Linked DNA regions of Muntiacus reevesi: region 1 is linked to region 2. Evidence: chromatin contacts called from public Hi-C data. All regions are on one chromosome and are shown on one strand. The core of a region is the stretch at or near the end of the contact, and the rest is flanking DNA. Distances in the headings are between cores, read along the strand shown. Region 1 holds the start of MXD1 (MAX dimerization protein 1). Region 2 holds the start of TIA1 (TIA1 cytotoxic granule associated RNA binding protein).

Region 1 (5,673 bases), core at 1,681-4,180, 290 kb after region 2:
ATGCACGTCTGGAAGCAAACACTACAAAGGATTCACAGTGAATCAGGCCTGCTCAAAAGGGATTAAGCAGTCATGTTTTAAAATTTTTATAGGAAAAATGTGTTCATTTAAGAGTTGGATAACTAAAGGTTAACTTAAAAAGTTAGGGAAGTGGAATGAAGTTTAAGTCAGAAAGACAAATATCACATATCACTTATATGTGGAATCTAAAAATAAATGGTACAAATGAACTTATTTAAAAAACAAATAGTCACAGATGCAGAAAACAAACTTACGGTTACCAAGAGGAAAAGGGGGGAGGGATAAATTGGGGGACTGGTATTGACGAATTCATACTACTATATGTAAAATAGATACGAACCTCCTGTATAGCACAAGGGACTCTACTCAGTACTCCATAATGACCTATATGGGAAGAGAATCTTAAAGAGTGGATATATGTATAACTGATTCACTTTGCTGAAGAGCAGAAACTAACACAACATTGTAAATCAACTATACTCCAATAAAAAAAAAAAAAAAGAAAAACAACACTGAGAAGTCCTTAAGTGAAGAAATGTCACTAGATTACATTCAGGTACAGGTATTCGTTGAGTGCTTTACTGGGTACCAGGCACTTGTGGTGCTGGGGCTGCAGCAGCTAACAAGACAGAAGCCCTGCTTCTGAAAGTTCAGAGACAGTAATACAGAGTGTGTCAGGCACTGATCGACTATAAGGAAAACGAAACTGCAGAGGATGTGGAGAAACTGGAAGCCTCACAAATTGCTAGTGGGATATAAAATAGTGTGGTTGCTTTGGAAAACAGACAGTGCTTCAAAAAGTTAAACATGGAGTTTAACTATATAACCCAGTAATAGCACTCCTAGCTATATACCCAAGAGAACTGAAAACATTTGTTCATACAAAACCTGGATACAAATGTCCATAGTAGCATTATTCATAATAGCCAAAAAAGTGGAACAACCCAAATTCCCATCAACTGATGAATTATAAATTACAATGTGACATGTGGGGGCTTCCCAGGTGGCACAGTGGTAAAGAACCCACCCGCCAATGCTGGAGACAGAATTGGGTTTGATCCCTGGGTCGGGATGATCCCCTGGAGAAGGAAATGGCTACCCACTCCAGTAGTCTTGTCTGGGAAATTCTATTGACAAGGAGCCTGGCTGGCTACATCCATGGAGTTGCAAAGAGTCGGACACGACTGAGCAAGCACACACATCCACAGAACAGAGTATTATAAACTATAAAAAAGGGATGTGTGTGCGCTAAGTCCCTTCAGTCATGTCTGGCTCTGTGCAACACTATGGACTGTAGCCTGCCAGGCTCCTCTGTCCGTGGGATTCTCCAGGCAAGAATCCTGGAGTGGGTTGCCATTTCCCCCTCCAGGGGATCTTCCCAACCCAGAGATTGAACCCAAGTCTGTCTTCTGCATTGGCAGGCGGGTTCTTTACCACTGAGCCACCTGGGAAGCCCTTTAAGTACTGTTTATGACACAAGATGAATGAATCTGGAAAACACTGCTATGCAAAAGAAGCTAGACACAAAATGTCACATATTGTGTGATTCCATCCATTTGAAATGTTCATTTACATGAAAATGTCCAGAATAGATATACCTTTAAAGACAAAGTACATTTAGCGGTTTCTGGGGTGGAGGGTAAGATGGATGGGGAGGGATGAGAAGCAGCTGTTAATGAGCATGGAGTTCCTTTTGGGGATGATGAAAATATTTTAGAATTACTGGCAATAAACACATAACTCTGTCAATATACTAAAACCACTGACTGGTATATTTTTATTTATTTCTGGCCATGCCACATGGGGCTTGTGGGATCTTAGTTCCTGCAAGTTAGTGCAGAGTCCTCATCACTGGACCGCCAGGGAAGTCTCTGAAATGATATACTTTAATAGGTTGAATTTTATTTCAATTTAAAAAAAGCTAATAAAATAAATAAATAAAATAAGCTAAATAAAAAAGAGTAAGACAGGGTAAAAGGATAGAGAGCGAAGGGGAGGCTGCTGTTTTGGACAAGGTAGTCAGGAATGACCTTATTTTAAGCAGTGACCTGAACAATATAAAGAAGCTAACCATGTAAATCTGAAAGGTGGGAGGAGGGAGAGGAGGGATATTCCAGGAGGAAAGGCAAGTAGGAAGACTCTTAAGGTAGATATATATCTATTTTTAAGGAACAGCAAAGAGGCAAGTAGTGTGGCTGCGTGCAGTAGCAAGGGGTGAGGCTGCAGGAAGCCACGGTCCGAACTATACAGATGTGTTGACCCACAATAAGGACTGGTCTTCACTCTAAATGATAGAAAGCCATCAGAGGCAGAAGCAATGACCAGATGTACATTTATAAGGTTCACTCTGCTGCTAGGTAGGGAATAAACTGAGGCAGAAGGGAGGGAAGGAAATCTATTAGAGATGGCTTCTGTTAGTATAGGTGGGTGAAAAATGGTCAGATTTGATGTACATCTAATCACCACAATATACACTTTAAATATCTTAAACTTGAATTTGTCAATTATATCCCAATAAATATGGGGGAAAAAAGTTGTTGGATTCAAAATATACTGTTAGAGCTGAAGGGATTTCTAATGAATCAAATGTGCCACACAGGAGAAAGAGAGGAGCGAAGGATGAGCCTAGGGAGTTTCGCTCTGTGCAAAGGTGTAAATGGACAGGCCACTCACTGAGATGGGGAAGCCTGAGAGAAGATGACAGGGCAGGGAAATGAGAAGTCATTTCATCTTAAATTTGAGGTGCCTACTAATCCAAATACATCTACAAGACTGGAATTCAGTGAAACAGTAAGGCTAGAAGTACACAATGAAGAGCCACGGCAGAAGACATTTGACGCTTTGTGAAGGGATAACTCACCAGAGGCAGACAGGAGAGTCTAGGGGTTGGGCCCTGGAGCACTCTGACATTTGGATACTTAGAAGATTTGGCAGAATTTATGTCTTCGGAGAGGGGCAGCCTGTTAGAAGAAGACAAGAATGCTCCATCTTTGTTATTCTTACAGAATCAGATGATCTGATGGATAAAAGTTCCTTCAAAGCAAGACTTGATCTCATCTCTAGATCTTTAAAGATTTCTTCCTCTTCCTTTTCTTTGGTGTTAGCTCACAGAGAGTGAACCTATTGCTCTATTAGGTATTCTCAGATTATTTCTTTACAAAGTATGCTGCCTTGAGGATCTCAAGTTAGTGTGCTGAAATGACAATCATACCGAACACCACACTAAAATGACAATCTAAATACCCATTGTTTGATTTGGAGCATATTATTTCATTCCAGAAATTTTAGCTTCCCAATAAGACAACTGGGTGTGCTTTTCTTTAGATGTGCACAAATGTGATCAGAAACAGTCCTTATCGCAGATACTTTACAGATAGGCTGTATTTCGGAGGGTCAGGATATGGGAATCTACTCAACTCATTCGGCAAAAAGTCTAAGCAAAATAACCCAACTGCTTGGGGGAGCGACACTTGTGCAGTGGGTACTACAGGCTGACAGCTGATGTGGCGCATCTAACCAACCATAATTGCTACCCTTAAAAAGAGGCAATAAGGTTTCCCTGATGGCTCAGTGGAAGAGAATCCACCTGCCAACGACAGAGACACAGGTTTGATCCCTGATCCGGGAAGATCCCGTGTGCCGTGGAGCAGATAAGCCTGTGCACCACAACTATTGAGCCTGTGCTCTGGAGCCCCAGAGGCACAACTGCTGAAGCCTGTGCAGGGGTCCTGGAGCCTGTGCTCCACAAGAGAAGCCACTGCAGCGAGAAGCCCATGCACCACAACTACAGGGTAGCCCCCACTCTCTGCAACTAGACAAAAAGCCTGCAGAGCAAAAAGACCCAGCCTACCCAAAAATAAAATAAATAAAATCATTAGAAAAGGAGTTGGGGATGGACAGGGAAGCCTGGCGAACTGCAGTCCACGGGGTTGCAGAGTCAGATACAACTGAGTGACTGAACTGAACTGAATATTACCTACTCTGATAAGAAACAATCTTAAGATGTGGTAGTAAGTGAAAAAATAGGTGCAAAATAGAGTGTAAAGTTTGCTTAAATTTGAGTAATAAAAGACACGTATAACATATAAATTATATGCTTATGTATTCATGGAATATCTCCAAAAGGATGCAGTTAGCACATCATATTGTGTTCCATGTGTTTATATTGGTTACTCAACACTCCCCCCCACCCCCCGCCAAATTAAAAATCTAGCCACAAAGCCTCAAATATCAGTGAGACAGGACACAGAATAGGCAATGGTCATTAGAAAAGGAGATTCCCTCAAATAAGAAAAAGAAAAGTTTGCTGAAAGACAAATGGAGCCAAGGTTTGAAATTAGTATTTCACAAAAGAAATATACATGGCTAATACATTCTAAAAACATACACTTCCTTAGAAACTAAACAAAACCAAATACCATTATTTTAACCATCAGACTGGAAGCCTAAAAAAAAAACCCAAACATTCAATACTGGCACACGTATACAAAACAGGAATGCTCATACTTTACTGGTGATGCTTAGGTGTTAGCCTTCTAACCATACATGTATCAAAAGCCTTAAGCATGCACATAAAGGGTAAAGCATGCACCTTTCTCTCACCCAGCAATGCCACCTCCAAGAACTAAACAGGAGCAAATAAGGCAACAAGTACAAAAAGATACATGCAACAGGGATACTACTTCATGGGTGTTGTGTTTTGCTTTTTTCCCCTTACTCCTAAATAATCTACTCATAGCTTTAATTATAACAGCAAATCTTGAAGGGAAGCCAATGTTCACCAATAAAAGATTAGTTAATAAATTACAGTATAACCAAGTAGCTACTAAAACCTAAGTTTCCAAAGAATTTATAACAGCATTTAACAGATGTTCACAGTACACGGGAGAAAAAGGATTAGCAAAGAAAGCAGCATCCGGTCTCTTTGGCTAGGGGCAAGAAATATACACCCATAGGAGCCTGGAAATATAAATACCAAAATGTTAACATTCTGGGGGTAGATTATAGGTGATTTTTGTTTTTTTTCCCTACCTTCTGATTTCTCCCAAGGTGTTTTTTATTTAGATGGGAATACCAGACCACCTGACCTGCCTCTTGGGAAACCTGTATGCAGGTCAGGAAGCAACAGTTAGAACTGGACATGGAACAACAGACTGGTTCCAAATCGGAAAAGGAGTATGTCAAGGCTGTATATTGTCACCCTGATTATTTAACTTATATGCAGAGGACATCATGAGAAATGCTGGGCTGGAAGAAGCACAAGCTGGAATCAAGATTGCTGGGAGAAATATCAATAACCTCAGATATGCAGATGACACCACCGTTATGGCAGAAAGTGAAGAGGAACTAAAGAGCCTCTTGATGAAAGTGAAAGAGGAGAGTGAAAAGTTGGCTTAAAGCTCAACATTCAGAAAACTAAGATCATGGCATCCGCTCCCATCACTTCGTGGCAAATAGATGGGTAAAAAGTGGAAATAGTGGCTGACTTTATTTTTGGGGGCTCCAAAATCACTGCAGATGGTGATTGCAGCCATGAAATTAAAAGACGCTTACTCCTTGGAAGGAAAGTTATGACCAACCTAGACAGCACATTAAAAAGCAGAGACATTACTTTGTCAACAAAGGTCCATCTAGTCAAGGCTATGGTTTTTC
Region 2 (5,914 bases), core at 728-3,227:
CAGTGCACAAGGGCTGGAGCTCCCTCACCAGCAGCAGCAGGTGGCAGCCCTGTGCACTAACCCCTAATGGGCAGAAAGTCCTCAGAGCTTGCTGAAAGACTGTTCCCGGGTTATAAGCCTCTTGATTATAAATTGGCTTGAATAAAATTCTCTATTTCTTTAAAAAAAAAAAAATTACTAATTTATTTAATATCTGGCTGCACCAGATCTTAGTTGCCATATGCAGGAGATATATATATATATATATATATATATATATATATATATATATATACACACATATATATAATTTTCAGTTGTGGCCTGTGACCTCTTTAGTTGTGGCATTTGAATTCTAAGTTGTGGCACATGGGATCCAGTTCCCCGATGAGGGAACAGAGTCTTAACCACTGGACCACCAAGGAGGTTCCTGTATTTCTTTCTTAGATTAACCATTAATCATTTTTTTGTGGACAATGTGAAATGTTCAGAACAGACAAATCTATAGAGAGGGAAGATTAGTGGATTGGGGAGGAGGACTGAGATGGGGTATTGGGAGTGACTTCTAATTGGTAAGGGTTTCCTTTGGTGGGGGGTGAAAATGTTTTAAAATTGATTGTAGAGTGGCTGCATACCTCTGTAAATATACTAAAAAACCATTGGATTATACACTTTATACACTTTTTTTCCTTTGACTGCCAGTACACAGTATCTCAGTTCCCAGACTAAGGATTGAACCCAGGCCATGGCAGTAAAAAAAAAAAAAGCCCAGAACCATAACTTTTAGGCCACAGGAAATTCCTGAATTATACATTAAAAAAATTTGTATTGTTCACCCTCAAAATATTAATATTTGATGTCTCTGAATAAAATCCCAAGAATGTACCACAAATTCTAAATTCAGTTTCAAAAATGATTATCTAAAAGTGCTGCAGTCTAAATGAGCTACTTCAAAGAAAACATCACATTTTTGGGCATGTACACTTCCCAATGTTTAAAAAAATTTTTACATAACTTAAAATGCAATACAAAATGCATAATGAGTATACTGACGTAATTTTTCTGCCTCCCTGGAAGAGGTTAAAATTTGTATATCTTCTTATTCCTTCAGGTTTAGAACTCTTGGATTGATTTGTATTAAATGACTGTTTCTTAAATATTTTCCAGTGTACATTGATTATACCAAGGAAATTCAAATATAAAGAAAAATTCCTCAAAGATCTGTAAATATATTCCTGGCTCAAAAATTTGGTTAACACCAAGAAGACAAATTCTTAATGAAACTCTTACTTTTTTTTTCCGGCTGCGCCGCGTGACTTGGGGGATCTGAACCAGGGATTAAACCTGATTTCGGCAGTGAAAGCGTGTAGTCCTAAATACTGGACTGCTAGGAAATTCCCGGAAACTCCGTTAATTTAAAAAAAAAAAAACATTTTTTTTTTAAGTGAGATTTTTCCATACAGAAAAAGTAGGGACTTCCATTCAACCGTACCAAAATGAAAGAAACGAAATCATCTCTTACCTGAAAAGTAACAGATAATGTAGACTCTCGGTAAACTTCTATTTTTAAATGAATAAATCTTCATTTGGGAACGAACGTCCCCGTGTACTTGGTCCTAAGGTATTTCAGCATGACCAGCTTCCGTCAGCGCCGCTGGTGTAGTGGTATCATGCAAGATTCCCATTCTTGCGACCCGGGTTCGATTCCCGGGCGGCGCACGCTGTTTTTGTCCCCCCTTTGCGTAATTTTTATAGTCTTTCTTCTCCTGGAAACACAATTTTTCATTTCCATGAAGATTTATATTTTACTATAAATTACTGTTGACACATTCGAATCTGGAGGTGGAATTCAAAAATGTTGACTCAAGTTATTAAACAGTTAACCTTTACGCCTGCGCAGTCCGAGACAACCCCCTGGCGTCGTTGGAAGCACGGCTGCGCAACAAGTTAATATATGGACTGAGGTGTAGCCTGGCGGCCGGGAGGTTGAAAGTGCAAAATTTTTCTGCGCCTGCGCGGCCCGGTCACTTCCCTGGCTGTTCCAAGGCTGCCGGCTCGCCGCCATCTTGTATTGGGGCTTCATTGTTCGCGCTGGGCCCGGCAGTTTAGTGTAATTGCCGCCGAAGAAGGAGGCGGGGTAACCTCCGGTCAGCCGAGAAACCCGGCTATCCCGCAGCCATAGCCGCTCAAAAGATTTGTGAGGTAGTAAAGGGTAGGGAGCTGGACCTGGAGGCGCCGCCGCGACAGCAGCAGCCATGGAGGACGAAATGCCTAAGACTCTGTGAGTCTGGGGCAGCGATGAGGGGGGCGGGATGGTGATCGTCCCGGAGCGAGCCTTTGGTTCTGCGCCGCTCCCCAGCCTATTGTTCCCCGTGGACTCCGCGTTAGCACGGTTACCCTCTCTGGCGCTCACCTGGATGTCTAAGGACCGAGACCCAGGCAGTGAGGACGAAATGGAAGGAGAGGGGGCTCAGCCTCTAAATTAGTCCGTACACCGTAACTGCCCCTACAGCGTGGCCTTTGGCCTCGTCCCAGGCCCTCGGCGGCCTTCGGCCTGGAGAAAAGACTTTCATTCAAACCTCTTTTTAGAACTCGGCGAGCCTTTTTGTCCCATGCTTGCTTTCTCTCCCGCATCCCCTCCCCCGCTTCTCGATTTACCTCTCCTGATTTTTACAGCCGTCTCGCTTTCATTTTACTTTGATTTTCTCCAGATACTCTTTCTTTCATTTTCTTTTCATTGATAAGAATTTTTGTCTTGAAAATCCGTGTACTCATTTTCAGGGGTGTAAACTTTATTCTCGCACTTGCCAACTGGGAAAAAGCCAGTTGTTTTTTCTTAAACTTCTCTTTGGCTCTTTTTCTGTGGCAACCCCCCCATCCCCGATCAGAAAGCCCCAAATCGGACCCTCTAAGGATTTTGAAACTGCTCTTTAAAAATGGAACTCTCGCCCGGAGGTATATATCAACTGAGGGGAACTGGATTTAATGCTTTTTTATCTTCGCTTTCTACTTTTGTGATTGACATGTCGTTGAAAGAGCGGGGAGTTTTTAATGAAGCAACAATTGATAAGTACCTTAAGTAAAATATTTAGTCACTTCCGTGAATTTTCGTAGTGTTAAGTGGTCTTAGTTTGGGATCATTTCTTTGTAGCGTAGCTCTTCCCCCCCGCCCCAGGCATTCTCCTTTGTTTTCGAAGTACTGTCCGATGAGGTGATCCTGCCTTTGTTGCTTTCCTCGAAAATAAGAAAAAGTCCAAATTTTGACGTAGCTTTCTTATTTTTATTCTTAGAATATTGGCAATTTGAGAACCCTCTGCTTTAAAAAAAAAAAAAATACACTCTTAGGTTTCTTTTTGCAACTCTGGATATTATAGTTGTTAAGAAATACAATGTAGTCAATTATTTTTTTCAGCGCCAAAAAAGTTTCGTTTTTTAATCTATGAGAAATATAGTCACTCTTTTCTTAATAAATAGAATTTTTTGCTAGTTTATCTCATGTTAGTGACCTTTAGTGTCTTTTTACTAGGATGCAGCAATCAGCACGTGACTTTTGTTTTTTGTAATATTGTATCTGTAGATGAGTACTCCCTAAAAACAAAAAATCGTTAACCCCATAGAGTTTATGGAACTCTTTTTTCCCTTTTGCCTCTTCACTACAAGTATGATATCCAACAGCATACTAGATTAAGAAACTGCCTGTCTTTTTATATTATAATGTCTTCAAGGTTCTTATTTCAAAATTTTTAATTTCAGTAGCTGCCAAAAATAATCTGATAACTTAACCTTTTTAGTATGTTGATTTGGGAATATCAAATAATGAAGACAACTTCAGCTTTCCCAGGCCAGTCTACAAAAACATGTAGTACTAGTCTAGGGGCAGAGGACCAGCCATTGTGGGAGAATTAATGAAGGAAGTTTTATTCAACAAATACTTGTGTTCACTGTTAAGTCCTTTATGTGCTTGTTTAATCCTCATCAGAATTCTGCAGTAAATGTGTCCATTTTGCATTTAAGGAAAAGCTAAGATTAGAATTTAAGTAAGTCATCCCAAGTCCTACACCTTTTTGTTCATCAGCCTGCCATTTTGCTGTCCTCAACTTTGACTCAACATTTATGACTGATGCCTTGTATACTACCAGAACACCCCATCCAAGAATCTTTTACCCAAGTTGTCCATACTCTAGCGTTTCCTAATATCTCCTCCCTTGCTTCTACCTTTCTCAACCAAAGCTCCCATTCTTCCAGTCAAACCAATCCTGATTAAATATGAGTAGGTGCTCATCCCTAAGTTTTGCCAGCAGTGTTTTTACTTTTAATATAAAATGTTTGTGTGAATAATTTGGGAGTCAGAGACTGTTAATATGTTCTTAGCAATGTCTGATCCATGGTAAGTGATCAATAAAATTGTTTTAAAAACAGGTACAGTTTCAAGCAGTGAATCAAGATTTTACTCATTCTTGAGGGTAAGATACAGTCTGAATTTCAGTACTGTCTGTGTACCCAAATGGCTCAGAGGAAATATCTTCATTTGCCCCAAATGAGTGTTCAGTACTGCTTCTTTATAGAGACTGCCAGTATTCAGTTTCTTGTCAGCAGTACTCTGGAAATGGTACAGTTTACCCTTGAACAATGCAAGGGTTAGGAGCTGTAGCCCTTGAGCAATCAAAAATTCATGCATAACTTTTACAGTCAGGCCTCTGCATCTGTGGATTCAACCGATTGTGGATTGTGTAGTTCATATTTAGTGAAAAAATCCATGTACATGTATGAATGGATCCACGCAGTTCAAACCCATGTTGTTCAAGGGTCAGCCATATTGTGAGAAGTGATTTGATTCTGGATACGTTTTGAAAATAAAGCTACTGGAGTTGCCAGTCGTTTGATGTTGAATGTGCGAGTGAAATTGACAATAACTTTAATTTGCAAATGTGTAATTATCAGTCATCTAGAATGTTAGTTTGTTGCAAAATAAAATTAAAAATGAGAACTGTCTTGAGAGCCTGGATGTCTTGGTAAGTCTTTTGGGCATGTGTGTGTGTGCCCGGTTGTGTCTGACTCTGTGACCCCCATGGATTGTAGCTCGCCAGGCTCCACTGTCCGTGGGATTGTCCAGGCAAGCATACTGGAGTGAATTTGTCTCCCATCTCCCTTATCTTTTGTGTTGCATGCTGATTCTTTACCTCTGTGCCACCTGGGAAGTCTTCTCTTCAGACTGATTTGTTTGCAATTGGCCCTTTGTATCCACTGATGTGGAACCCTCAATATAATAAGCCAAATTTAAGGAACTTGAGCATCCTTGGGTTTTGGTATCCAGGGGAAGAGGCAGGTCCAAGAACCAATCCCTTCAGAGTAACAAAGGATGGATGACTGCATATGGTCTAATACCCAAGTGAAGGAGATGCCAACTAATAAAATTAGAGGGTTTCTGCTATCATGCAGCAGACTGTCTTTTGTAAAAAAGAGACAGTTAAATAATAGTAAGGTTATGATGCTGGCATATAATATTTATCTTATGTACTACGTGGCTCTTACCAAGTTCCACCCTCAACTTCAGTGGAGCTTGCTAGATTGTTCATGGAGAGATTACATACTGTCCGGCAAGAGTAGAATCATCTCCCCAACACATGGGAAAAGAACAAACACTGGCCTGCACCCATTTTATCCTCTTCTGCCTGTCCAGCCCATCATGGCAGCAAAAGGTGTCCCTCTTCCCATCAGAAGCAAACCCCAGGTAAAGGACTTAGATGTTAAGGAAACCAGAATATTATCTTGAGCTGCAGACACTTTGGGGCTTCGCAGGCAGCTCAGATGGTAAAGAATCTGCCTATCTGCCTGCAATGCAGGAGACCTGGGTTTGGTCCCTGAGTCAGGAAGATCCCCTGGAGAAAAAGATGGCAACCCACTCCAGTATTCTTCCCTGGAGAATCCCATGGAC

What was found. A called contact is a pair of places that touch in the nucleus more often than the background predicts.
Region 1: a Hi-C map of blood shows a contact between it and region 2, with 5 times the contacts expected there. The contact joins the promoter of MXD1 here to the promoter of TIA1 in region 2. A contact is called at or near these places in 2 of 3 Hi-C or Micro-C datasets (blood and muscle).

The regions. Positions count from the first base shown.
Region 1 is chr3:36,846,503-36,852,175 of mMunRee1.1, forward strand. MXD1 (MAX dimerization protein 1) reads right to left here and starts at 2,931. Exons shown (of 6, transcript XM_065928996.1): 1 at 2,882-2,931.
Region 2 is chr3:36,560,590-36,566,503 of mMunRee1.1, forward strand. It overlaps TIA1 (TIA1 cytotoxic granule associated RNA binding protein), which reads left to right and starts at 1,978. Exons shown (of 12, transcript XM_065928976.1): 1 at 1,978-2,260. The coding sequence starts at 2,235. It overlaps TRNAG-CCC (transfer RNA glycine (anticodon CCC)), which reads left to right and starts at 1,628; the gene lies at 1,628-1,698.